Regions from separate parts of the Mus musculus genome. Here region 1 is linked to region 2. Evidence: chromatin contacts called from public HiChIP or PLAC-seq data. All regions are on one chromosome and are shown on one strand. The core of a region is the stretch at or near the end of the contact, and the rest is flanking DNA. Distances in the headings are between cores, read along the strand shown.

What was found. HiChIP or PLAC-seq counts read pairs in DNA pulled down with a chosen protein or histone mark.
Region 1: an H3K27ac HiChIP or PLAC-seq map of heart atrium shows a contact between it and region 2, with 5 times the contacts expected there. The contact joins two enhancer-like sites. A contact is called at or near these places in 2 of 484 Hi-C or Micro-C datasets (the G1E-ER4 cell line and uterus), 9 of 115 datasets of contacts at active chromatin or transcription factors (acute myeloid leukemia, embryonic basal ganglia, embryonic stem cells and 6 more) and 2 of 9 other capture datasets (adipose tissue and liver).

The regions. Positions count from the first base shown.
Region 1 is chr1:153,350,073-153,355,780 of GRCm38.p6, reverse strand. No RefSeq gene overlaps it. Among named protein-coding and RNA genes, the nearest start is that of Lamc1, 20 kb to the right of the region's middle. Within about 2 kb of position 1,535, at least 27 of the 459 cell types and tissues checked have an H3K27ac peak or open chromatin away from gene starts, as enhancers often do. A contact at or near this core is called in adipose tissue, fibro-adipogenic progenitors, heart atrium and 1 more, where this site is marked.
Region 2 is chr1:153,121,886-153,127,905 of GRCm38.p6, reverse strand. It overlaps Lamc2 (laminin, gamma 2), which reads left to right. Exons shown (of 24, transcript NM_008485.3): 22 at 742-900; 23 at 991-1,090; 24 at 3,623-5,150. The coding sequence ends at 3,876. Among named protein-coding and RNA genes, the nearest start is that of Lamc2, 62 kb to the left of the region's middle. Within about 2 kb of position 1,300, at least 79 of the 459 cell types and tissues checked have an H3K27ac peak or open chromatin away from gene starts, as enhancers often do. A contact at or near this core is called in adipose tissue, fibro-adipogenic progenitors, heart atrium and 1 more, where this site is marked.

The DNA.
Region 1 (5,708 bases), core at 286-2,785, 230 kb before region 2:
GCCAAGTCAACCTCAAGCTCACTAAAGACATGACAGGAATTTTTCCTTTCTTAACTCCTGTTCCTCTGCTGCTTGTACCAACCATTTTCAACATTTTTTATTTTTAAATATTCTGTGTGTGTGTGAATGCAAGTACCCACAGAGGCCAGAGTGTTGGGGCTCCCTCCCTGCAACTAGCCTTCCTGGCAGTCGTGAGTTGGGATTCCAACTCCAGAACAGAGCCTGTACCAGCCCCAAAGGCACTTTTCCTCATTTTAAATGAAGCACTGGTGGAGTTTATAGTGAGGAGATTTTAGCATAGACTTGAGCATGAAGGATAAGACAGAGAGAAGTTGAGAGAAAGACACACCCATGTGCCGGTGTGCACTTCTCCTGGGCACTTCAGCAGCGGCCACTTCTAAGTACTTTTAGTGCTTGCAGTTTTCAGTCCCTCCACAGAATGCTACCACCCATCCCATTTTACAGACGAAGAAGTCTCATTAAGTGACTAAGGAGCTTGCCCAAGTCACACATCAGTAATTAAATGTAAGTGGTTTAGATCCAGGCCAGTTCTCTCAGACATCACTTCCTTGTGATAAATAAAATATTCAACAGGAAAGCCACGTCTTTCCTTACGCAGCATGCATGGAGAGAAAGCTGTTGAAGTTATTCATTGAGAGAAGAGTCAATGGAAGCCCTGGATGTTTTTGTAAAGCAGTTAATTCAGGTAACTTCCCCGTGCTTCCATTGAACCTAGTTCTCAGGCCATGCTAAGCCAGCTGCATCTCCAGCCAGCAGGCAAACTGAGATTTTTTCCCCCTCTTTTTTTTCTTCTAGTATTTCCCTTGGCCATTTATGAAATTGCACTCCTTTATGAGTTCATTGTTTGTCTTCCTCCTGAGATAGGGAATTCCTTGAAGGGAAGGATCATATTTCTTTTCCTTTTTTATCTTCTGCAACAATGTACAATGGAGGGTTGCTCACCATAAAGACAGCAAATTATTCTATTCAAAAGAAATAGTACTAATTATTCAAACTCAGTGTTTGTGAATACCTTCTCCCCAAGGGCACAGGCTTATTTCAGAGCCTTTGATTGAACAAGCCCTGATACTATTCTTCTAAGAGTTAAACATTCTTTTCCTTGTTTCACAATCGAGGACCTCACTGTCAAAAGGTCAAGTGACTTGCCAAAAGTTATAAAGTCAGTCACTGAAGGGAAAAAAAAAATCCAACCATCTAGCAATTATCTTTTCTTATTACAGAACAATTCTCTGCAAGCTGAATTAATTCACGAATATATTAAAAATATTTAAAAGTGTATTTGAGGACAATGAAGCCAGTCTTGAATACAAAACAGTCAATTATGTTAACTTTTTTTTTATGAATTATTTTGAAAATCGATCCTGAAGGGCCTCCAGAACCTACTTTCTGTGTTATCTTTGTTTCCTGCACATTATTTCAGTAAACACGGGCTGCATCCTCCCAGGAGAGATGCAGGGCGGAGGTGAGACAAAGCTGCACACCACTTAACTTGTTTTGGCCTCAGTAAGGAAACGTGGCCACTCCAGATGTTTCCATGGTCTGAGCACATTGGATCCAGTGGGTAGGCGAGGCTGGGCTGAGACTCAAAGACAGGGGCTTTCTTTTAGCCAACAATAAAATCCCTGCTTCCGCTCACAAGGGCTTCTTTTTTAAGAAGGAATATTGCTGCTACTCAGTTATAGATTGGTTCTAGCTAATGACAATCCGGGAACTTGAATTTCTAAGCGTGGATATAGTTATTTTCTCCCCGATGTCTGCCCCAGAGACTGTCCTGTCCCTCAGACCTTGTTAATAGCATCAACATCCCCGGAGCTGAGTTGAAAACCTCGAGCTCATTCCGGAAGCTCCAAGCTCCGTCTCCCTCACCTTCCTGTGTCTGTCCGGTCGCGGTACCTCCTCCTCTCTTGTGTAACGAACCTGCCATCAGTCCACCGCCTCTCTGCCTCTATTCTCTATGATGACAGTCCCCTAGGTGCCTTTCCTGCCTCCTCTCTATTTCTGGCCATTTTCCCTCACCAGTTTAACAGAGTTATTTGTATATTTAAAAATAACCTATAGCTATCTTTGCCTTTGTTTGATTTTTCTAAGACAGGTACTCAATATACAGATCAAACCAGTCTCGACTGCACAGAGATCTTCCTGCCTCTGTTTTCTTAGTGCTGGGACTAAAGGCATGTGACACTACTCCTGATGTTTTAAGTTTTTGTTAGTAAATATCAATTATACCTAATAATGGGTTTCATTATGACATTTTCATACATGTGCATAATATGTTTCAAATATATTCACCCCTGTTACCCTCTCATGTCCCTCCCCATCCCACTAATCTCTTTTTCTTTATTCCTAGATCCCTCCCACATTTGTGCCTTTTCCCCCCCATCAGAGTTGCTCACAGGAGTATGGGTGAGAGGTTATTTACAGGAGCATAGGTATTTTGCCACTAGCAACACTATTGAAGACAGTCTCTCCCTCCCCTAGCAACCAGTGATGGTCTACAAATCCTCACGGATTGGGGGGGGGGTGTCTCAGGAATCTTTCCTTGCTACCATTAAATGTCTGTGTTTCCTCAGAGAATGAGGGTTTTGTTGTTTTCCATAACAAACTTAAGTATTTATTTCAAGGTCTTTCTTCCTTCTCCTTCCTTCCTTCCTTCCTTCCTTCCTTCCTTCCTTCCTTCCTTCCTTCCTTCCTTCCTCCCTCCCTCCCTCCCTCCCTCCCTCCCTCCCCCCTCTCTCTTTCTTTCTTTCTTTCTTTCTTTCTTTCTTTCTTTCTTTCTTTCTTTCTTTCTTTCTTTCTTTCTTTCTTTCTTTCTTTCTTTCTTTTTTGAGATAGACTCTTAGGTAGCCCAGGCCGGCCTTGAACTTGCTGTACCATCATGGGTAGTCTTGAACTCCCACTCCTCTTGCCTTTACCTTCTCAGTGCTGGGATTACCAGGGTATCACCACACCCAGTTTGTGGGGTACTGCTGACTGAACCCAGGGCTCTGTGTTTGCCAGGCAAGCACTCTATCACTTGCACAGTGTCCACTCCATGGCTTTGAAGGCAGGGTCAGACTTGGGAAGTGGCCAGCTGCTTTGAGACTATGAGGTTGGGAACTGGTGTTGTTGTTGTTGTTGTGTTGTTTTGTTTTGTTTTTAAACAGGTATCCCTATGCAGCCCTGGTATGTAGACCAGGCTATCCTTAGACTCACAGAGACCTACCTGCCTCTACTTCCTGAGTGCTGGAACAAAAGGCTGGCCAGCTCAGGAACTGTTTTTGGAGCAGAGTCTTCTAATAGGTCAGGCTGACCTGGATCTTACTATGTAGCCCAGGCTAGCCTCAGACTTGAGTCTCAGCCTCCCAGGTGCCCAGTTCATAATCTTATTTTATTCTACTTCCTTGAAAATTCTCTCCTGTAACTGCCAATTTCTTTTCGCCATTCCCTAGACATCTGCAGTCTCTCTAGGTTTTTATTTTTTAGTGTCTCTTCTCATGATATTTCTCCAGAGGGACTTGCATCTGCTTTCTTCAATGGATAACTTCTAAGGTACTTTCAAATTCCAGCACAAGTATGGCTACTTGGTGAAGGAAGTCCCCATATAATTAAATAATCACTCCAATGGTGTCAACAAACTCCCTGTGGTGGTTTGAATGAATAATATTCCCCTGTCTTGTCAGCTTGACATAAGCTAGAATTATCTGAAAGGAGGAAGCCTCAAAGTGAGGAAAGGCCTCCATATGGTCGGGCTGTAAGGCATTTTCTTATTTAGTGATCAATGTAGGAGAGCCCAGTCCATTGTGGGTGAGACTTTCCCTGGGCTGGGTTCCATAAGAAACCAGACTGAGCAAGTCATGGAAGCAAGCCAGTAAGCAGCATCCCTCCGTGGCTTCTGCATCAGTTCCTGCCTCCAGGTTCCTGCCCTGCTTGAGTTCCTGTCCTGACTTCCTTTGATGATGAACTGTGATGTGGAATCATAAGCTGAATGAATTCCTTTCTCCTCAAGTTGCTTTGGTCATGGTGTTTCATCACAGCACTAGTAACCCTAACTAAGACATCCTCATAGCATCGGGTATTTGAACACTCAGTTCCAGGTTGGTAGAGCTGTTTAGGGAGGTTTATGTGGCTCAGCCTTGCTGGAGGAAGTACATCACCTGGAGAGAGCTTTGAGATTATATAGCTTTCCCCCACTTCTGGTTCATTCTCTCTGCTTAGTGCTAGTACATGAAGATATGCCCTCTCAGCTTCCTAAGCCTGATAGCATCTTGCTGGATTCCTCCCTACCAGGACAGACTCTTTCTTCTCCCTCTGCAACTGTAAGCCCAAGTAAGCTCTCTGTTATAAGTTCCCTCAGTTATGATCATGATAACAGGAAAGTAACCAATTCTCCTCCCACATCTCTGGCCCAAGTTGTCCACAAACTCAAGATCCTCCTGCCTCAGTCTCTTGAACACTGAGATTTATATGTTGAGTTGTGCAATCGTGTTTCCCAATCAGATGGAACCATGTGACTTCTGGTCAAAGAGCTAATTCCAAACCCCTTGAGTCACTGTATGACCCAACTCTGTCTTCTGTTGGCAGCCAGGAACGACTTGTGATGAAATGGTCTAAACATACCACATTTCTGGAATGGCTTTGAAGAGTTCTCTGAACCTTGTTGCTCTGGACGAACTTGTGTTGCTTAAGACACTTTGGAGTTTATCTGCTACAGGGGTATGACTTTAATGAGTCTAACTCCATTCGTTACATAGCTGTATTTAGCTTCTTGTTACATTGAATTCTAATGGATTATTTGTCTCCCACAAAATTACTAGAAATTTCAAGTTTAGATACTATGTATTATTTTGCATCTAACACGATGTTATGATCAAGCTGAACTTGTTAAAAATTGAACTTAGATTTAGTTTCCAGCTGTTGTGTTCCCTACTTCAGTGACTGTCACCCCCTAACCAGCCACCCCTACCAGAAGCTAGAAATACTTTTCTTATTGTTCTCTTACTTAAGCCAAGAAGCACCTAGGAGGTACTTGTTGCTCCTTATATCTTTAGTTTGTCATAGTTTATCATGCTTCTTACATTTGGATTCTCTCCCCTCAAAACCATTTTTTTTTGAAGCTGGAGAGATGGCTCAGTGGTTATGAGCACTGATTGCTCTTGCAGAGGAGCCTGGGTTCAAGTCCCAGCACTCACATGGCAGCTCAGAACTCTCTTTAACTTTAGTTCCAGGGGCATCTGACACCCTCTTCTGGTCTCCGGAAAGCAGGCATGTATGTGATACACAGACATATACCCATACACATACAATAAAGATAAAGGAATCTTTAAAAACATTTTTGTTCAGTAATGGGTATTGAACACAGGAACTTGTGTATTCTAGGCAGGCACTGAGCTAGAGCCTCTCCTTTCTATAATTAAAAATTACACTTATTTATTTTGTATGTATGTAAGAGCACACAAGTGTCATGGTGCTTGTGTGGAGGCATAAGACAGCTTTGAGGGTCAGGTCTCTCCTTGTGGGCTCTGGGGGCTGAACTTAGGTTGTCAGGCTTGGCAGCATGTGCCTTACCTACTGAGCCCTTTCAAAAGTTGTGTGTGTGTGTGTTGTATGTGTGTGTGTGTATATCTGTGTATATATACATGAATGTGAGTGTATGTGTATGTATAGTATATATATGAATATGTGTGTGAATGTGTTTGTGTATGTCTGTG
Region 2 (6,020 bases), core at 51-2,550:
ATGCCTAGAGCTCCAGCAAAGGAATGCTTCTCGGCTGAAAGTGACCTCCTTCCTGCTTACTTAAGGACTTCTAGGGAGCTGGTGCCACTCCAGGAAGTCAAGAGGTCTTGGGCATCTAGACTATTCGACCTCACTTTTAAGACTGCTTGGTAACCTACAAACTATAATTTCTAATAATTCCCCTTGAGGGCAGTTTCATAAACCTTCCTTTATATGGCATCAAGCATAAAGATACCTGCAACTGTTTAATTGTAGCTTATTGATAAAGGCATTGATGAACTTTTTCCCTGCAAAGACAAAAACCCACCACTACAGTTAACTCCAGGTCTGTATTCCAAGTACAACTGTCTTGGGGAAATCCTTGTAAAGTTGTTCCAAAGACCAGGTGAGTCTTTGGAATAAAGCCCATGAGTGTCAGAGAATGGTGTTTCTTGCCTTCTGGGTTTGCTCAAATGCTTTCCTGATTGCGTTAGAAATTTTCTAGGCACCGAACTGAAAGAGAACCAGTGTTTTCGCACTGACCCTCCTAGTCTCTAGAGAGCTAACCTTGAACTAACTTGCTTGAGGGCCAGCCTGGGGAAGGGTGTGTCCCGAAGTCTGACTCTCTCATTGTCCATCTGACTTGCTCCATCAGAGCCAGGCACAGATGTTTTTTTGGTTTTTTTTTCTCCAATTGTCCTTGGGATGCTTTGAGCCTCACCCTCCCTTTCCTCACGTCCCTGGCTCTTTTTATTCTCCCAGGAGATAGGGAGTCTGAACTTGGAAGCTAATGTGACAGCAGATGGGGCCTTGGCCATGGAGAAGGGACTGGCCACTCTGAAGAGCGAGATGAGAGAGATGGAGGGGGAGCTGGCCAGAAAGGAGCTGGAGTTTGACACGGATAAGGACACGGTGCAGCTGGTGAGTGCAGGCGTCTTTCCATGTGCGCTCTCTTTAGTTGCCAAGACAAAAATAACATCTCAGAACACCTTTGTACTCACTCGTCCTCAGGTGATTACTGAAGCCCAGCAAGCTGATGCCAGAGCCACGAGTGCCGGAGTTACCATCCAAGACACACTCAACACATTGGACGGCATCCTACACCTCATAGGTCTGTAGAGCATCCTCAGCTTTCCAGCCCAGGGTCTGTCCCCAGAGGACTTGACATTCTTAGTCCGGATGCGAGGGGATCTCAACTTTCCCTGAGACCATCTGGAAGTCTGCTTTGTCTCAGGGCCCAGACACTTGGGCCAGGTTGCTTTACATTTTCCGTCTTACCATGTCTAAGATGAGTCACTGAGCACTTGTATCTGGGAGTGAAGGGCTGTGAGTCAGAGCACTGGGTGTGTTCCAGGAAATTCCCAGAAGTCTGGTCAGCTTGAGGGTCCTGGTCTTGAGCCTGAGGGGCCCCCGGGCAGTCTTAAAGAGGAGAGTAACCACATCACTGCACCAGAGAGAAGTTATGGACTGGGGGGCCTAGAGACAAAGAAGGCCATGTGGGAACTATTGGAAGCAGACAGGAGCCAGTTATGAAGCAGAAGCAGTGGGGAGGGAAAGGCTTGAGCAATGGGCTGCCTTGGTCTGAAGGACCATCTGCTAAATCTGATGAGGTTCCTCCCTAAACAAACCTATACCTGTTATGACCAACTGGGAAAAGAGGAGCCTCCTGGATAAGTAACCTGGAGGAAATGTGCAAAGAGGGGGAGATTCATGGATTTTAGGATAGAATAGATTTACTAGCACAGTATGGCAGGGAATCGGGTTTCCCTGTAGTTACTACCCAAAGAAGACTGCTGTTAATTAAAAGTCTAAATCTGGGGGCTGCAGAACTGGCTCATTGTCTAGCAACATGTGTTCTTTCTTCAAGAGAATCCCCTTTACTTTCCCAGTACTCAGGCTGGGCATCTGTAACTCCACTCCAGGGGCATCTGATACCCTCTCTGGCTTCCATGGGCACCTGAACTCATATAGAACATGAACACACACACATGCATGTATATGCACACAGAAATACTTGTTTAAAAAGTTGAAGTCTAAAGTTAATAGTTAATAGGGGGCCCTCAACAACGGAGACTCCAGTGGGTAGGGACTAGGAGCTAGGTCACGTATTCCCATGGCATCCAGGAGAAACCCCAGCTATGCCTCACTGGTTCAGTAGAACAATTGCAATGCCTGACTGCCTCATGGAGGAGTATCACTGACAGGCCAGTATTCTCTGTGCTGTTACATTAATGGGTCTATTTGTGATCCAGGAAGCCCCAGAGAGTAAAATGTCCTCTAAAGATGAAAGATAAGATCTCCCCAGTTAAGATTTTAGCAGCATGGGATAGCATTCTAAAGAACGGTAATGAAATTAATGGGGCCTTTAAAGGGAACATGAGTGGGAGGGAGGGAGAGAGGGAAGGTGGTGGGAAGTGCTAACCATTTACTACCTGTCAGGGACTGTGCCAGGAGCTCTCAGGGCATGACCATTTAAGTCTTGTTAGCATTCGGGGAGATGAATTTTATTGTTGTGCTTCACATGGGGGTAAACCAAGGATGCACAGCACACAGTAAACTGTGGGGCGGGGCTTCCCCTGAGATCCGTGTCTCCCTCCATGTTCCTGTCCTGTTCTCTTCCTGAATGTGGCTTCCCGTACACATTACTTCACTCCCAAGCTCACTCATTTGCTGTGCTGGGACACAACCCCTAATTCTTGAAGTTTTCCCTGAAGGGTGCATCGGGTCAGTATTTTCACTGTGGTATAACTTCTACTTTAGGCAGTCTCTTGAGTTTGAGGGTAATAACTCATTAAGTACTCTCAGTCTAATAAGCTCAGTCTAATAAGCTCAAATCCTAGAATTGACTCTCACAAGTTTTCCTCTGGCCTTTGTACATGTTCTGTGGCATGTGTACACAGACACAGACACACACACACACACACACACACACATCAGGAGGAAGCAAATCCTGTCACTGAGGCTCAGATACATGAGGCAGCCCGACCTTGAGTGTGAACCCACTGGGAACTACTCAAATCTACTTGAACTAAATGAATATGACCTGGTACTCTCATGTTGACATTGGTTTTATAGAGTGTACAGGTAGAAATGCCATGGCATTTGTTATAAATGGAATGAACAGACACCGAGCCAGAATGAAGTCATACATCTTTCCCTAGCAGCTGGAATCCATCCTCCAAAGAGCTAAGGACACCCTGGCCTTTGTAAACCCTGTGGCTCAGCCTATTTCTAAAGGTCTCCTAATATAAAACAGCAAGATACTTCCTTGGGGTGATACGGAAAGTCTGTTTGGAGTTAGTTTAGATCCCAGGGGTGAGCTATGTTAGACCTCAGACAGCTTTCGGCCCCTTAATAACCTTCAGCCTTCTCAGCTCACGATCCATTATCTCAACCAAATAGAGCTCGGAACTTCATTGGCTACACTATGGAGCTTAGTCTTGAACTAGGCTGTTCAGAGCACAGATGCAGGCCTCATGTTCTTAGGAAGATTTCTACTTTATTCTTAATTGAAAGTGAGGCCATCTCAGTGTATGGCAAACTGTTTTCTCTGGGCAGAGTTTGTTAGGATCTCAGGAGGACCGGTGCATGTGTTCCTTAGACAGCTTGTCTCTACTAACATCCTTCTTGTTCCCTAAAACAGACCAGCCTGGCAGTGTGGATGAAGAAGGGATGATGCTATTAGAACAAGGGCTTTTCCAAGCCAAGACCCAGATCAACAGTCGACTTCGGCCCTTGATGTCTGACCTGGAGGAGAGGGTGCGTCGGCAGAGGAACCACCTCCATCTGCTGGAGACCAGCATAGATGGAATTCTAGCTGATGTGAAGAACCTGGAGAACATTCGAGACAACCTGCCCCCAGGCTGCTACAATACCCAAGCTCTTGAGCAACAGTGAAGTTGTCATAGAGATTTGTCCACTGTGGTGAAAGGACACAGACCTCAGGGGTCAGGAGCCATCTCGTGTGGATGGGCTGGGCTCAGGCTATCTGAACACATTTAATGGGTTTGTTCAGGTCCAATTCCATCCCTGAGACCATGGGCGGGTGGATGTCTTCCTGTACCAATATAATACTGTTTGCTTCCTGATGCTGGCAGTGAGGCAGATAGCGTTGAGTATGAGATTGATCAAGGACCAACAAATGCTGCGCTCAGAACAGTGACAAACTGAATTCTGGGATATAGAAAGTCCTGCTGCTATGTCAGGACAAGAGATCTAATCCCGCTGTGGCCAGTAAAGTACTCTTGCTTCACCCACTAGACGTTTTTTGTCCACCACATTTCCTCCAGTGCCCACCCAATACATGAGTATGTCCTCCACTTCATGCTGAGTGCAGAGAGCAGTGATGGGTATAGATCTGGAAATCTGGCCCATGTGGAGCAGTGGTGCCCGCTGCCACCCCTCACCTTCATGCTCTCGGCCTGAGTGTAACAGCCTTTCTCCTAATGGTGCGAACAACTTAGAGGCTGTATTTTTTATGAAAGCATCTTTTACCAGCCAAGCAATCATTGGGAAAGTATTTCCTTTGAGTTTCAAAGTGATATAAGAAAATGTGTCCTGGGCACTAAAGGAAGTGGAGTTATCTAAAAGATATATTCATCATAATCCAATCTTCCTTTGGAAACACTAAAACTCATATACATCTGTGTATTGTATCTTATTTTCTCTTTCTCCCTAAATCAGGGATAATCCAGCCTTCTAACATATATTTATTGCGTCACTACTGTGTGCCAGGGGTGAGTGGAACAGTATGGACAGTCTCTACTCTCATGGAGTTGAGTGTCTAGTGAGAAGAACAAACATTAGAATAAGTAAATGGAAACTCCCATGCCTTGTTCATCTCATGTGATATTTATTGCAGTCACCCACCCTTTGGTTTGAAACCTCTTTTCTTAATAATGTGTTGCAAGACATTCCCATGAGGGTACTTGAGTTAGAGCAAAGTTGAGATCGCTCTGAGTTGTACACATTTCTCTATGTTCCAGCCGTCTCTCCACCCCTTCCCACAACAGACTGTTGCCACAGACGGTTGCATCAGGGCAATACCAGTGGGAATTGCTGAAGGAACCGAGGCATTGGGACCTCAGTTTGGAAGACCTGTACTGTCTCACCTCTGTATCTCCTTGTCTTTTCATGGATGTGTATTAAATAAAGGAGTGTTAGATGCTGGGGCTGAGTTTCTGATTTTATTAAACTCTTAGTTGGGGGTGGAAGGATGGAGAGTGAACATCCCACTCTGAGGTTGACAGCTCTAGACTTGACATCTTCAATCCCTCAGAGCACAGCCCCTCCCTTTCCAGCTATGAGGACATCTCTTAAGATTTAGATGATGCTGTATCCTACGCATGAATAATTATCCTAGAGTAACCCAAACTGGGTGGAGGCGATAATTAATATTCTTGCCCTTTTCAGCTACCATAAAATAAAGGTAAAATGCAGTTCATGGTATATATACGTGGTCCCTTCCAATAAATTACAATTCAGTAAGTTAAGGCCTCAATTGTTTTTTACCCAAGGGGATAAGAAAAGGATTTTGCTTTGTCCTCAGTGACCCCTAAGTTATGGGAGGTCTGACGACTTGGTCCTTTGTGGAAGTAGTCTGATAATTCTATCTGGGAATACTCAGTTCCGTGGCCTACAAGCTTCCTGCAGTAATTTAAGCCCTGCCATTTATAATATATGACTTCTAGGACTGCCTTGGGAGGGGGAGGAAGAGAAAGAACAGGATGACACATGGGAAGCCATTGTAGGCCAGGATTATTATCATTTGCAAGGGGTTCCTTAAAAGGAAGCCATTTTTCTGTGGCAAATCTACACCATGAAAGGGGGTACACGCTGCTGGTTAGCTATGCCTCGGCAATCATAGATTCTCCACTGGATGGATAGTTACAGAAGTTATAAGTGTGGTTCAGTTGGTGGAGTTCCTGCCTAGCATGAAAAATGCCCCGATCTGATCCCCAGCACCAAATAAAACAACAGGCTATGGTCACACAGCTGAAATTCCAGGACTCTGAGGGTTGAGGCAGGAGGATCAATAATTA